Linked DNA regions of Capra hircus: region 1 is linked to region 2. A link is a contact called in public Hi-C data. All regions are on one chromosome and are shown on one strand. Each heading gives the region's core, a stretch centred on a gene start, on an enhancer-like site or on the middle of the called end of the contact. The rest is flanking DNA. Distances are from core to core; before and after follow the strand shown.

Region 1 (6,808 bases), core at 1,625-4,124, 320 kb before region 2:
GCTTGCCAGCAGAAATATCAGCAACCTCAGACATGCAGAAGAAACTACCCTTATAGCAGAAAGCAGAGACGAACTAAAAAGCCTCTTGATGAAGGTGAAAGAGGAGAGTGAAAAAGCTGGTTTAAAACTTAGAATTCAAAAAACTAAGATCATGGCATCTGGTCCCATCACTTTATGACAAATAGATGGGGAAAAAGAGGAAACAGATTTTATTTTCTTGGGCTCCAAAATCACTGTGGACAGTGACTGCAGCCATGAAATTAAAAGACACTTGCTCCTTGGAAGAAAAGCTATGACAAGCCTAGACAGTGTATTAAAAAGTAGAGATGTCACTTTGCTGATAAAGGTCCATTATAGCCAAAGTTATGATTTTTCCAGTAATCATGTGCAGATGTGAGAGTTGGACAGTAAAGAAGGCAGAGTGCTGGAGAATTGCTTTTGAATTGATGCTGAAGAAGACTCTTGGAGTCCCTTGGACAGCAAGGAGATCAAACCAGTCAATTCTAAAGGAAATCAACCTTGAATATTCATTGGAAGGACTGATGCTGAAGCTGAAGCTCCAAAACTTTGGCCACCTGATGCAAAGAGCTGACTCATTGGAAAAGACCCTAATGCTGGGAAAGATTGAGGGCAGGAGGAGAAGGGGATGACAGAGGATGAGATAGTTCGATGGCATCACCGACGCAATGGACATGAGTTTGAACAAACTCTGGGAGATAATGAAGGACAGGGAAGCCTGGCCTGCTGCAGTCCATGGGCTCACAAAGAGTTGGATACAATTTAGTGACTGGACAACAACAACAGGGAACTGAGATCCTGTATGCTACAACTAAGACCCAGCACAGCCAAAATAAATAAATATTATTATAAAAATACTATTTATTATTAAATAAATATTTAAAGTAAAAAAGTTACTGTATAATTCAGCAGTTCCACTCCTAGGTATAATAAATACCCAACTGAAATGAAAATATATGTCCCCACAAAAATTATACATGAATGTTCATAGACAGCATTATCCATGTTAGCCCCAAAGTGAAACAACCCAAATATCCTCCAGCTGATAAACTGATACACATAATGTGGTATATCTGCACAATGGGTTATTATTCAGCATTTAAAACATGAAGTATCAGTACATGCTACAACACGGACAAACCTGGAACAAATTGTGCTAAATGAAAAGCCAGCCACAAAGGCCAACATCCTGTATGATTCCATATATGTGAAATGTCCAGAGTAAGCAAATCCCTAGAGACACAAAGTAGGGACTAGAGGTGGTGGCAGGAATGTGGAATAATTGCTGATGGGTACCGGTTTTTTTCTCTAGGGATGATTTCAGGGGGTCTGAAATGAGAGTGTGGTCATGATTGCACAATTCTGAGAATATACTAAAAACTACCTAACTGTACACTTGGCATGGTAGAATTTTAGGGTATGTGAATTCTATCCCAATAAAGCTGTGAAACATCGTGTACAGATATTCACTAATCATTCATTCATTCATCATTTACTTGCTGTCTCCTCTGCCGGGAGCTGGGCACACCGAAGTGAACGAGACGAACGTTCACCACAATGAGCTGCTGCTCTTCTGGGACAATACACGGGCGTAGTGTAGGGAGTGCCAAAAGGGCAGCTTGCCCAGGTGTCCTGGGAACATTGACAGCACTTAAGTCAGCCAGGAGGTTAGTAAAAGGCAGAGGAAAGGACAGAGCCATGTTGTGTGCTGGGGGAGAGGCTGCAGGGTGACAAGACCCACCCCTCCCGTCCAGGAGATGAACTGAGTGTGGAAACACAGCTCTGATACATGGGGCAGAGTGTGATAGCTACCATGAGAAATGCTGAGTACTTTGGAAATTCAGAAGAGGGAGATACAGTGACTTGAATGTTACTCTTCTGAATGATCAGAGAGAACTGGGATGTAACTTCATTCTCCCAGACTCAATGGTTCATCTTTAGAACCCCAAATTCAGGGTGCATAGTGTGAAAGCTGCTGACGTCACTGAAACATGCCCCTTGTTTTGCACTAATAACCTATCATACTTTTACCAAATTCTGTAGCATGCAGAATATTAAATTCAATTGCTAAAGAAGTAATCAATTGATTTCTGTGGATTAAAATACAGTCTGTAGAATTAAAAGCAATTGCTTATATCTTTGAGGTACTGACATACTCAGATTTAGCAGCACAAAGATAATCCTCAAAATATGAAGAGCTAACATTGTTTGGGGCAAAACAGACATCCAGTGTGTGGGTGAGCTATATCCTCAGGGTGGGACCTCTACACCCTAATAGTGGGGCCTCTGTGATGTAACCCACCCTGGGAGGAGGAAGAAAAGGGGTGGACACCAGTTCCCTCTGGAGGCTGAGCGGGGGCCTGAAGAACCTACCTATGAACTTGGAGGCTGCCGCCGCCCCTGCACTCCCACCCTGGACTCTGGTTGGGGTAGCCCACTTCTCACCCTCAGGTGTCCTCCTGCAGACCTCGCCCCGTGTGTGTGTGTTCTGCAGCAGCGAGAGGCAGGCCCCCAACTCTGGCCCCAGCACAGACCTCCTGCTGTGGGGTGGGACAGCCAATTGTCACTGTGATGCTGTGAAAAAAATGGCTTCATTTCTCTAAGCTGAGTTGTGGGGTCCACAAAGAACATAGGGCGAATGCTCAGGAAACTCCTCTCACTGTAACCGATAGTCTGCCAAAGTTCTGCACACACACCCTTGAGGCCGCTGCGTGGATTCTTGAGGGGCCCACGGATGCTACGTTAAGAACCTGACAGTCAAGGTCACTCCGCGTATGTGTGCAGCAGCGTCTTCCAGGAAGGGAAGGGCTCAGAGTGCTGGCCTGCTCTCTGGAAGGTGACAGGGTCAGGGCCAGGGTGCCCCCCTCGCAGGAGCAGCTGCTGGTAACACTGAGGCTGCAGAGGAGACGGGAGCCCTGCGCTGACCTCCTCCTGTAAGCCAAAGGCCCTCGGCCCCCCAAGAGACCCCTGAGGTATCCTGCAGGTTCAGAGAGAGTGTGGCCTAGGGTCAGCATTATAATCAGCAAATTGTAAGGAAGATCTCGGGCTTCCCTGGTGGCTCAGATGGTAAAGAATCTGCCTGCAATGCAGGAGACCTGGGTTCGATCCCTGTGTTGGGACAATCTCCTGGAGAAGGGAACGGCTACCCACTCCAGTATTCTGGCCTGGAGAATTCCATGGACCAAATAGTCCTTGGGGTCTCAAAGAGTCAGACACAGCTGAGTGACATTCACTCACTCACTCACTCACTCAAATAAGATCTTACAGTTCTTCAATACGGTTTCCCTTACAGGAACGACCTTTCAAACAGTAGAGTGAACCACTGATACTGTTTTCTAGATAATGGTATAGGATGATTTCTATACTGTGTGTTCCCCAAACCTACTGAACCAGAGGAATCACCTGGGAAGCTTCATACAGATTATTGGACCCCACCCCAAACTTAATGAATCTGAATCTTCAGCGGAGGGGCCTGGGAATCTGTACTTCAAAGAAGTGCTCTCAGAGAAACTGTGGTTAACTGAAATTGAGAAAGACTCCATACGTTTAATGTTCCTAAAGAAATTAGCCAAGAAATCAAAAAATACTCAGAATTTACACACCTCAAATATTTTTTAATGTATCTATTAATTTTACCACATTTTTCTGTAACCCAAGGCATCTTTTAAAACACAGAAATTAATTTGAATAGGAGTTTAAAGTTGCCTGGTAGCCTCATACATCTGATTTCCTTGGACCAGTTACCACTCTCTTATATTCCTCTGTCTGTCTGTTTCCCTCCCCCTCTCTTTTTTCCCCCATAAGTGGATTTAGGATAATCTTAAGTTGGACCATTTCATCAAAATGACCTTATAGCAAGTATTTTAAGAGGACCTGGGTAAGGTTGCTCACTCGACGTGTGCTTGGTGATCGCAGCAGCCCTGACCCTTGCATTTGTTGGTGGGAGGAGCAGGAAGGGGACACCTGTTAACAAATCGCCATAAAAATAAACAAGGAGACATCAGGGTGTTTAGTGCTGAGACAAAAAGGAAGGGTGATGTGGTGGAAAGTGCCTGAGCACCCCTCAGTTAGGAGCTAAGAGAAGCCCTCTGAGCAGGGATCTGAGTGCATCTGAGTACATCCCCGAATGACACGGGACCAGCCGTGTAACCCTCCAGGGAGGGCATTCTGGACAGAGGGAAGCTACTGCAAGGACCCTAAGGTTAAGGACCACACTACTGATGTGGGAGGAAGAGGAAGAACATCTGTGAGTCCACAGCTCATGACCGTCTTCCCATGAGGCAAACAGTTTTATTAAAGCCTAGTGTATCTGGAGTACTATTACAACGTCCCAGCCCACCACCTGTGGAATTTTTTAGTTTGTCCTTGAGAGTGATCTGGTGAGCTTTCCATCCTCCACCTATACTTTCTCCCTACAGGCCCTCCTCATTGACGAAGGGCTTCCCTGGTGGCTCAAACGATGAAGAATCTGCCTGCAACGCGGGAGACCTGGGTTTGATCCCTGGGTCAGGAAGATCGCTGGCGAAGGGAATGGCAACCAACTCTAGTGTTCTTGCCTGGAGAATTCCATGGACAGAAGAGCCTCGTGGGGTACAGTCCATGGGATCTCAAAGACTCAGACACAAACGAGCGACTTTCACTTTTCTAAAGGCCACTTCATCCTCTTCTCTCTCTCCTTTCTCCTTGTTTCAATGGTACAAAAACCTATGCCACTGAACAAAATGCCGCCTCCCCCAGGAAGCCTTTCACAATCCTAGGGAGAATGAACAAGAACACAGGGTCTTTTACTCCTTTCTCCTACACCTTTTCTAGCATTTCTTCAGCAGCTCCTACTTCATTCTGCCCTGGGTTGTATGCCATCCCATGTTTATACATCCCTCAGGCCAGTACCGGAGAAGGCAATGGCACCCCACTCCAGAACTCTTGCCTGGAAAATCCCATGGACGGAGGAGCCTGGTAGGATGCAGTCCGTGGGCTCGCTAAGTCGGACACGACTGAGCAACTTCACTTTCACTTTTCACTTTCACGCACTGGAGAAGGAAATGGCAACCCACTCTAGTGTTCTTGCCTGGAGAATCCCAGGGACGGGGGAGCCTGGTGGGCTGCCGTCTATGGGGTTGCACAGAGTTGGACACAACTGAAGCAACTTAGCAGCAGCAGCAGCAGCAGGCCAGTACATGAGGAAGGCTCAAGAACAGGGCCTGGGATTTATTCCTATCTGAGCCCTACCCCACATCTGGGTCTGCATGGGCATCAGCACATCCCAGAGCTTCCAGCTGGCAGAATGCCGGCATCCATTCATCTAGCATCATGGAGCAGCCGACCCTGTGCCGGGTTCCTGGGAGGGATGGGAAGGTCCAGGCCAGCCCCGTTCCTAGGAAGCTTAGAAATCCATGGCAGCAAGACTAGCATCCTCAAAGTCCTACCAGAGGGCAGCGGTCTCCAAACTGGGGAGAATACACACTACCAGGGCACATGACAGGTCCTGAGATGCAGGAAAAAAGTACAGGAAGTTCTGTTTTGTTGGAAAGCATATTAAAATTTAGAAATAAGCCAAAAACTTAGAAATGAAAAGTGTTTTACTCTTTTTCACAACCAGGCTTTCCCTTAGCCCCTCTCGAGGCCTGCTGGCAGGCACCCAGAGCCATGTGACTTGTCCTCGGGGCGAGGTGGCAGCCACAGTGCTGAGACTTGACAGGCTTGTCCATCCACCAGCAGTGAATCACCTTGTGCTACAGTTCAGTGTTCCAGGGTGTCAGTGACATGGTTACTTTTATAAAGACAGCTTTCAGTAGCAGGATCTTCACAGAGTTTTGTAAATGAAATGGTGGAGGATTGATGTGGCCACAAAAAGCTTTGGTTCCACATAGAGGCTTTTGGATTGCTCATGGCAAAGTGCTTAAAAGAATTTTGGGACTTAAAGATGAGTTATACATTTTTCTTTGACAAAGAAAAAAAAACTTAATTGTTCTAAATTTGCCAACCATTCCTGTGATAAGTAGTTTAGTAGTTTTCTGCTAATGAGTATTTTTCGAATCAGTACCTTGAAGGAATGAGTGATGTTTTAAAAATCAGAGTGAGAAAGAAGCAGCTTTACAACAGCTGTAACTGCTGCTATAAAGAGAACATTTCGAACATGTCTGTGAATATTGCATCAAGATGTGATTTGTGGCCAAAAATGATGTCACTTATAAAAATTCCCACATCTGCACACTTACAAAACATGAAATTTCATGAGCTTCCAAATTAAGGGTTCATTTTTTTTTTTAACCTTTTGGCAACTTTGTGTAAATGGTGCATGGAACTGAAAAAACTAGTGTCAGGAATTAGGAGGTGCAGCCATTAATATAATTTGTCTAAATTGAATCGACATTTGAGTATTTGTTTTGCTATAACAGCCATTAAAACCAAGTGTAGATGTAAATTTAAGACTAGGCCTTTGAATCATGAAGTATTAAGCTGGAATTTTTAGAAACAGAATAAGGTATTTCCAATCACAGACTTGATGGCAAAAAGCTTTTCGAACCCTGTTAATAGATAAAACATAAAACCCTAATTTTTCTTTTAGTTCAGCTTTCGAAAACATGTTTGCTCTATGATGAACAATATACTGCTACATTAGTAGAAGCTGTATTGGTAGCAAAATATGTATCATGTTTATTGATTGAGGTAGATGATGGAAAACACTGGAGACCACCCATTAGTGTGCACACTTGTATGGGCCACGTCCCCGGCATCTGTTTCTTTTCTTCCGTCAAAATTCAGGGTCCCATTTTCTGTGACCATGCCC
Region 2 (5,930 bases), core at 109-2,608:
GCTTGGTTGAGTCAGAGGCTAAGCAATATTATCAAGGACCCAGATGAATTCCACCTTTCTGCTTTGTCATTATAAGTGTGTCAGTCCTGGTACGGTGGCAGCAGTTCCAGTGTTCAGATCCCCACATACCACCATCCAGAGACAGAAAAGGGGCTCATTGTGTCCCTGTGTCTCTCTAAGAGCTAAGAAACCTTTCTCGGAAGGCCCTCAGCAGATGTCTTTTTTGTGCCTCATTGGTCAGAATTGGGTCATGTGCCTTCTGGGGCCAGTTACCATGAAGGAAAATGGCATTGCCACAACTGGCTTAATCGAGATATGAGGCCAGCCTTCCCTAAACCTTGTGGCCACAAAGAGTAAAATCGACAACTGAAAAAAGTTGGGTGAAATTTTGCGGACAACTGTCACATTGGTGGCTCCTTATATTTGAGAAATTCCACACATTATGAGTCCCAGATGGAAACGGAACTCTCCTTCCTGATTGGCAGGAAGGCTTGGGTGCAGGCATGTTACCTGGACTCCACCAACCAGATACACCTGCTCAAGACTTGAATTTAGAACTGAGCAAAGGCAGGAACTAGGGGCCAGCAGTTTCTTTTTTCCAATGAAGATGGGGGAACCTTTTGGGTAGACAACGCAGTTTTTAGAAACAGCTGAGTGGTAACATCTCGTGCATCACATCCATGTTACAGTGAGCAGTGGCCACAGATCTTCACTGGAGCAGTTTGGTAGTATAATTTGGGTATTCTTCCAGGTTATATAGTCTTCAAGCCTGGCTTTCCAGCCCTCCTGGGGGTCCTGTGAGCTCCCAGAGTCCATAAATAAACTCCTTTCTAGCTTAAACTAGCTGGAGATGGTCCTGTTGTTCATCACCAGGAACTCTGCAAGGAAGAAATAAAGAATGGCTGTGGGGTAGACAAAACCGTGTCTACTACAGTAGGGCATCAGTAGGTAATTGGGGGACTTCTTTGACGGTCCAGTGGTTAAGACTCTGCACTCCAAATGCAGGAGATTCTGGTTTGATCCCTGGTCAGGGAAATAGATCCAGTAAGCTGCAACTAAGACTCAGAGCAGTCAAAAAAATAAATACTTTTAAAAAAAAGTAGGTAGTCAGCACTGCGAATTACCAGGGGGCTGGATTTTGTGGGGCCACACCCCCCTTAGAGAAAATACCACATGAACAACACCCCAGGAGCTGTGCCTTGCTGCCAGATCTGGCTTCCTTTCTCAGTTGTCCTCCTTGGGATGACTTCAGGATTACTACTTTTCCTCTGGAAATCTGCTCTTACTGCCTTTCTCTTTAAGCAGTTTCAAATGGCTTCATACTCTGAGAATTCCCGTCGCCCTTCCCCGGGCCTAATGGGTAGGTGTAACTTAATACTGTGTGGAAGAAATCACAGACCAGGCTAGCCAAGTCAAGTCAAGCATAAATAAAAAGGTTAAGAAAAAAGAGATGCATGACATAGTCATACGCATGACTGTATCTCCTCTTACAAATAACCAAAAGGTAAGGAACTTGGCTTGCAATTTATTTAACATTTTTATTAAGCCAACAAATAAATTTATGGTAACATTAAGGAAACTTTCAACAGCAGAAGAAAAAAACTGCATTTACAATTCTGCCCCTCTCCCTGCCTCAACAGAACTACTTGTGCCTCTTAACACTGTCTTATTTGCATATACCTGTGCTTTTCATTAGGTGGGGTGGTGGTGGTGCTTTAGCTGCAAAGTCGTGTCCGACTCTTGCGATCCCATGGACTGTAGCCTGTTAGGCTCCTCTGTCCGTGGGATTCTCCAGGCAAGAATAGTGGAGTGGGTTGCCATTTCCTTCTCCAGAGGATCTTCCCGACCTAGAAACTGAACCCAGGTCTCCTGCACTGCAGGCAGATTCTTTACCAACTGAGCAATGAGGGAATCCCCCCATTAAGTGGGTACCTCACATTTTACCTAATCATCAACCACCTTCAGTAGATATTTAGGAGGCTTCCAAGCTTACAAACGTTCTTATAATAATTTTGCATTAAGCAGGTGTAAAACATTGTTCTTCCGATGAATAATGCCAATCATTGAATCAGATAAACACTTTGAATGGCTTTGCCTGGCACTGCTGATTTGCATTGCCATCAGCAGCACACATGTGGGCCATTTTTGCTCCAACACTGCCAGCAGCGAGTATGTTTAAAATATCTTATTAATTTAATAGAAGTAAAATGCAACCTTATTGCTTTTATTTTGTATATTTTAAGTATTATTTAGGTTTTCCTGTGACTCTGATTGTGAAGACTCCCTTGTTCACTGTTATCATAGAATGTTCCAAGACAGAGTCAGCACCAGGCTCCTGGGTTGTAAATGTAATAATGGTGTTCACATTATCAAGAATGTTTCAGAAAGTGCCATGTGGTTTTTTTCAGGAGCTGGTTTTAGGCAGAATTAATCCTTTTAGAGAGTTATTATATTGGATTGTCCTAGTTATGTCAAAGGATGGCCTGGGGGAGGGGATTTCTTCATTTGTTTGAACATTGCTGAACATTTAATTTCAAATTTTCTGCTTAGGGCATAATGAAAAATGTTCACTGAATTTGTGGCAATAAATGTAAACTGCATTTTTGACATTTGAAAAATTTAAAATAGGTTAATATTACAGAATTACGTTGGTTCTCTGTAACATCCCTTCCCCAAAATAGAACTGCTATTTTTTAGATAAATTATACCTCTTTTTCTCTTATTTTCTCTGCTGCTAACATAAGCAGTCACTTAAAAAAAAATTAGCCATTAAAAGAAATTTACATTTTGGCGAACATGGCTTAATTTTGAATGCTAGTATAGAATTTCTCACAGAGAGCTGGGGTCCTGAAAAACAGAATGTTCTTTTTTGAACTGCACTTTGGAAAGGGAGAGTAATTGTAACTCTTGCTTTTCCAGTCCATGCCATCTTGGGGGAGGATAAACAAAAAGTAACAAAAATAGTTTTAGGCTCCAAGTGTCCATCAATGGAAATGCTAAAACCCATGTGCTCTAAGTTCTCTTCCCCAGGAGATGACCCTCTGGATAAGCTGCATCATGGTAGCCATTTAAGGTGCTCCCACTTGGTGCCCCCTGGTGGCCTCAGGGTGCAACTGCGGCCTCAACTTAAACCTTTTGCCCCAAAGCCACCAGCCCTTCCTTGCTGCCCGCATCTTCATGTCCACCTTGGGTGTCAGCTGAAGCCCTTCTCGCTGAGAAGGAAAGGGATTTGTTTCTTTAATGCATTATGGCAACCACTGTGCACTCTCTGGTAAGCTTGTACCTTCAGAATCTTACAGCCCATTTTCCTGATCTCTGTTCAGTTTCCCTAGGCCCTGGATCAAAGGACATTTACGTGACACAATGTATTATTGCCTCACAAAAGTCTCTCACTCCTCTTCAACAGCTGGAATAACTTGGAGAGTCATAACCAAAAGAATGAAGTTTGGCCATTACCTACACCATACAAGAATTGACTCAGGTGGACCAAAGACTTTACAATGTAAGAGTTAAAATCATAAAACTCTTAGAAGAAAAGAGGAGAAAAATCTTCATGCCCTTGGATTTGGCAATGGATTCTTGGATATGACACCAAAAGCTTAAGCAAAAGAAAACTAGTCTTGACTAGGAGTATGGGCGGCCACTCTGTTCAGTTCAGTAGCTCAATCATGTCCAACTAATTGCGACCCCATGGACTGCAGTATGCCAGACTTCCCTGTCCGTCACCAACTCCTAGAGCTTGCTCAAATTCATGTCCATCAAGCGGTGATGCCATCCAACCATCTCATCCTCTGTTGTCATCTTCTTCTTTTGCCTTCAATTTTCCCCAGCATCAGGGTCTTTTCCAATGAGTCAGTTCTTCACATCAGGTGGTCAAAGTATTAGAGTTTCAGTGTCAACATCAGTCCTTCCAATGAATATTCAGTTCTGATTTCCTTTAGGATGGACTGGTTGGATCTCCTTGCAGTCCAATGGACTCTCAAGAGTTTTTTCTAACACCACAGTTCAAAAGCATCAATTCTTCAACACTCAGTTTTCTTTATAGTCCAACTCTCACATCCATACATGATTACTGGAAAAACCATAGCTTTGACTAGATGGACCTTTGTTGGCAAAGTAATGCCTCTGCTTTTGAATATGCTATCTAGGTTGGTCATAGCATTTCTTCCAAGTAGCAAGCATCATTTAATTTCATGGCTTCAGTCACCATCTGCAGTAATTTGGGAACCCGGAAAAATGAAGTCTGTCACTGTTTCCCTTGTTTCCTCATCTATTTGCCATGAAGTGATGGGACCAGAGGCCATGATCTTAGTTTTCAGAATGTTAAGTTTTAAGCCAACTTTTTCACTCTCCTCTTTCACTTTCATTAAGAGGCTCTTTAGTTCTTCTTCACTTTCTGCCATAAGGGTGTCATCTGCGTACTTGAAGTTATTGATATTTCTCCCGCCAACCTTGATTCCAGCTTGTACTTCATCCAGCCCAGCATTTCACATGATGTACTCTGCATATAAGTTAAATAAACAGGGTGACAATATACACCCTTGGCGTACTCCTTTTCCTATTTGGAACCAATTTGTTGTCCCATGTCCAGTTCTAACTGTTGCTTCCTACCTACATACAGATTTCTCAAGAGGCAGGTCAGGTGGTCTGGTATTCCCATCTCTTGAAGAATTTTCCACAGTTTGTTGTGATCCACACAGTCAAAGGCTTTGGCATAGTCAATAAAGCAGAAGTAGATGTTTTTCTGGAACTCTCTTGCTATTTTGCTGATCCAGTGAATGTTGGCAATTTGATCTCTGGTTCCTCTGCCTTTTCTAAAACCAGCTTGAACATCTGGAAGTTCACAGTTCACATACTGTTGAAGCCTGGCTTGGAGAATTTTGAGTATTACTTTGCTAGCATTTGAGATGAATGTAATTGTGTGGTAGTTTGAACATTCTGGCATTGCCTTTCTTTGGGATTGAAATGAAAACTGACCTTTTCCAGTCCTGGGGCCATTGCTGAGTTTTCCATATTTGCTGGCATATTGAGTGCAGCACTTTCACGCATCATCTTTTAGGATCTGAAATAGCTCAACTGGAATTCCATCACCTCCACTAGCTTTGTTTGTAGTGATGCTTCATAAGGCCCACTTGACTTCACATTCCAGGATGTCTGGCTCTAGGTGAGTGATCACATCATCATAGTTTTCCGGGTCATGACGATCTTTTTTGTATAGTTCTTCTGTGTATTCTTACCACCTCTTCTTAATATCTTCTGCTTCTGTTAGGTCCATACCATTTCTGTCCTTTATTGTGCCCACCTATGCATGAAGTATTCCCTTGGTAACTCTAATTTTCTTGAAGAGATCTCTAGTCTTTCCCATTCTATTGCTTTCCTCTATTTCTTTGCAATGATCCCTGAGGAAGGCTTTCTTGTCTCTCCTTGCTGTTCTTTGGAACTCTGCATTCAAATGGGTATATCTTTCCTTTTTTCCTCTGCCTTCTGCTTTCTTCTTTTCTCAGCTATTTGTAAGGCCTCCTCAGACAACCATTTTGCTTTTTTCCCTATCTTTTTCTTGGGGATGGTCTTGATCCCTGCCTCCTGTACAATGTCACAAAACTCTGTCCATAGGCAATCTGTCTATCAGATCTAATCCCTTGAATCTATTTCTCACTTCCACTGTATGATCGTAAGGGATTTGATTTAGGTCATACTTGAATGGTCTAGTGGTTTTCTGTACTTTCTTCAATTTAAGTCTGAATTTGGCAATCAGGAGTTCATGATCTGAGCCACAGTTAGCTGCCAGTCTTGTTTTTGCTGACTATATAGAGCTTCTCCATCTTTGGTTGCAAAGAATATAATCAATCTGATTTTGGTATTGACCATCTGGTGATGTCCATGCGTAGAGTCTTCTCTTGTGTTGTTGGAAGCAGGTGTTTGCTATGACC

What was found. A called contact is a pair of places that touch in the nucleus more often than the background predicts.
Region 1: a contact with region 2 is called in a Hi-C map of blood, with 4 times the contacts expected there. The contact joins two enhancer-like sites. A contact is called at or near these places in 2 of 5 Hi-C or Micro-C datasets (both in blood).

The regions. Positions count from the first base shown.
Region 1 is chr9:28,941,822-28,948,629 of ARS1.2, reverse strand. No RefSeq gene overlaps it. Among named protein-coding and RNA genes, the nearest start is that of FOXO3, 29 kb to the right of the region's middle. Within about 2 kb of position 2,874, at least 1 of the 5 cell types and tissues checked has an H3K27ac peak or open chromatin away from gene starts, as enhancers often do.
Region 2 is chr9:28,623,714-28,629,643 of ARS1.2, reverse strand. The region is part of intron 2 of ARMC2 (armadillo repeat-containing protein 2); the gene reads left to right. Among named protein-coding and RNA genes, the nearest start is that of ARMC2, 20 kb to the left of the region's middle. Within about 2 kb of position 1,358, at least 3 of the 5 cell types and tissues checked have an H3K27ac peak or open chromatin away from gene starts, as enhancers often do.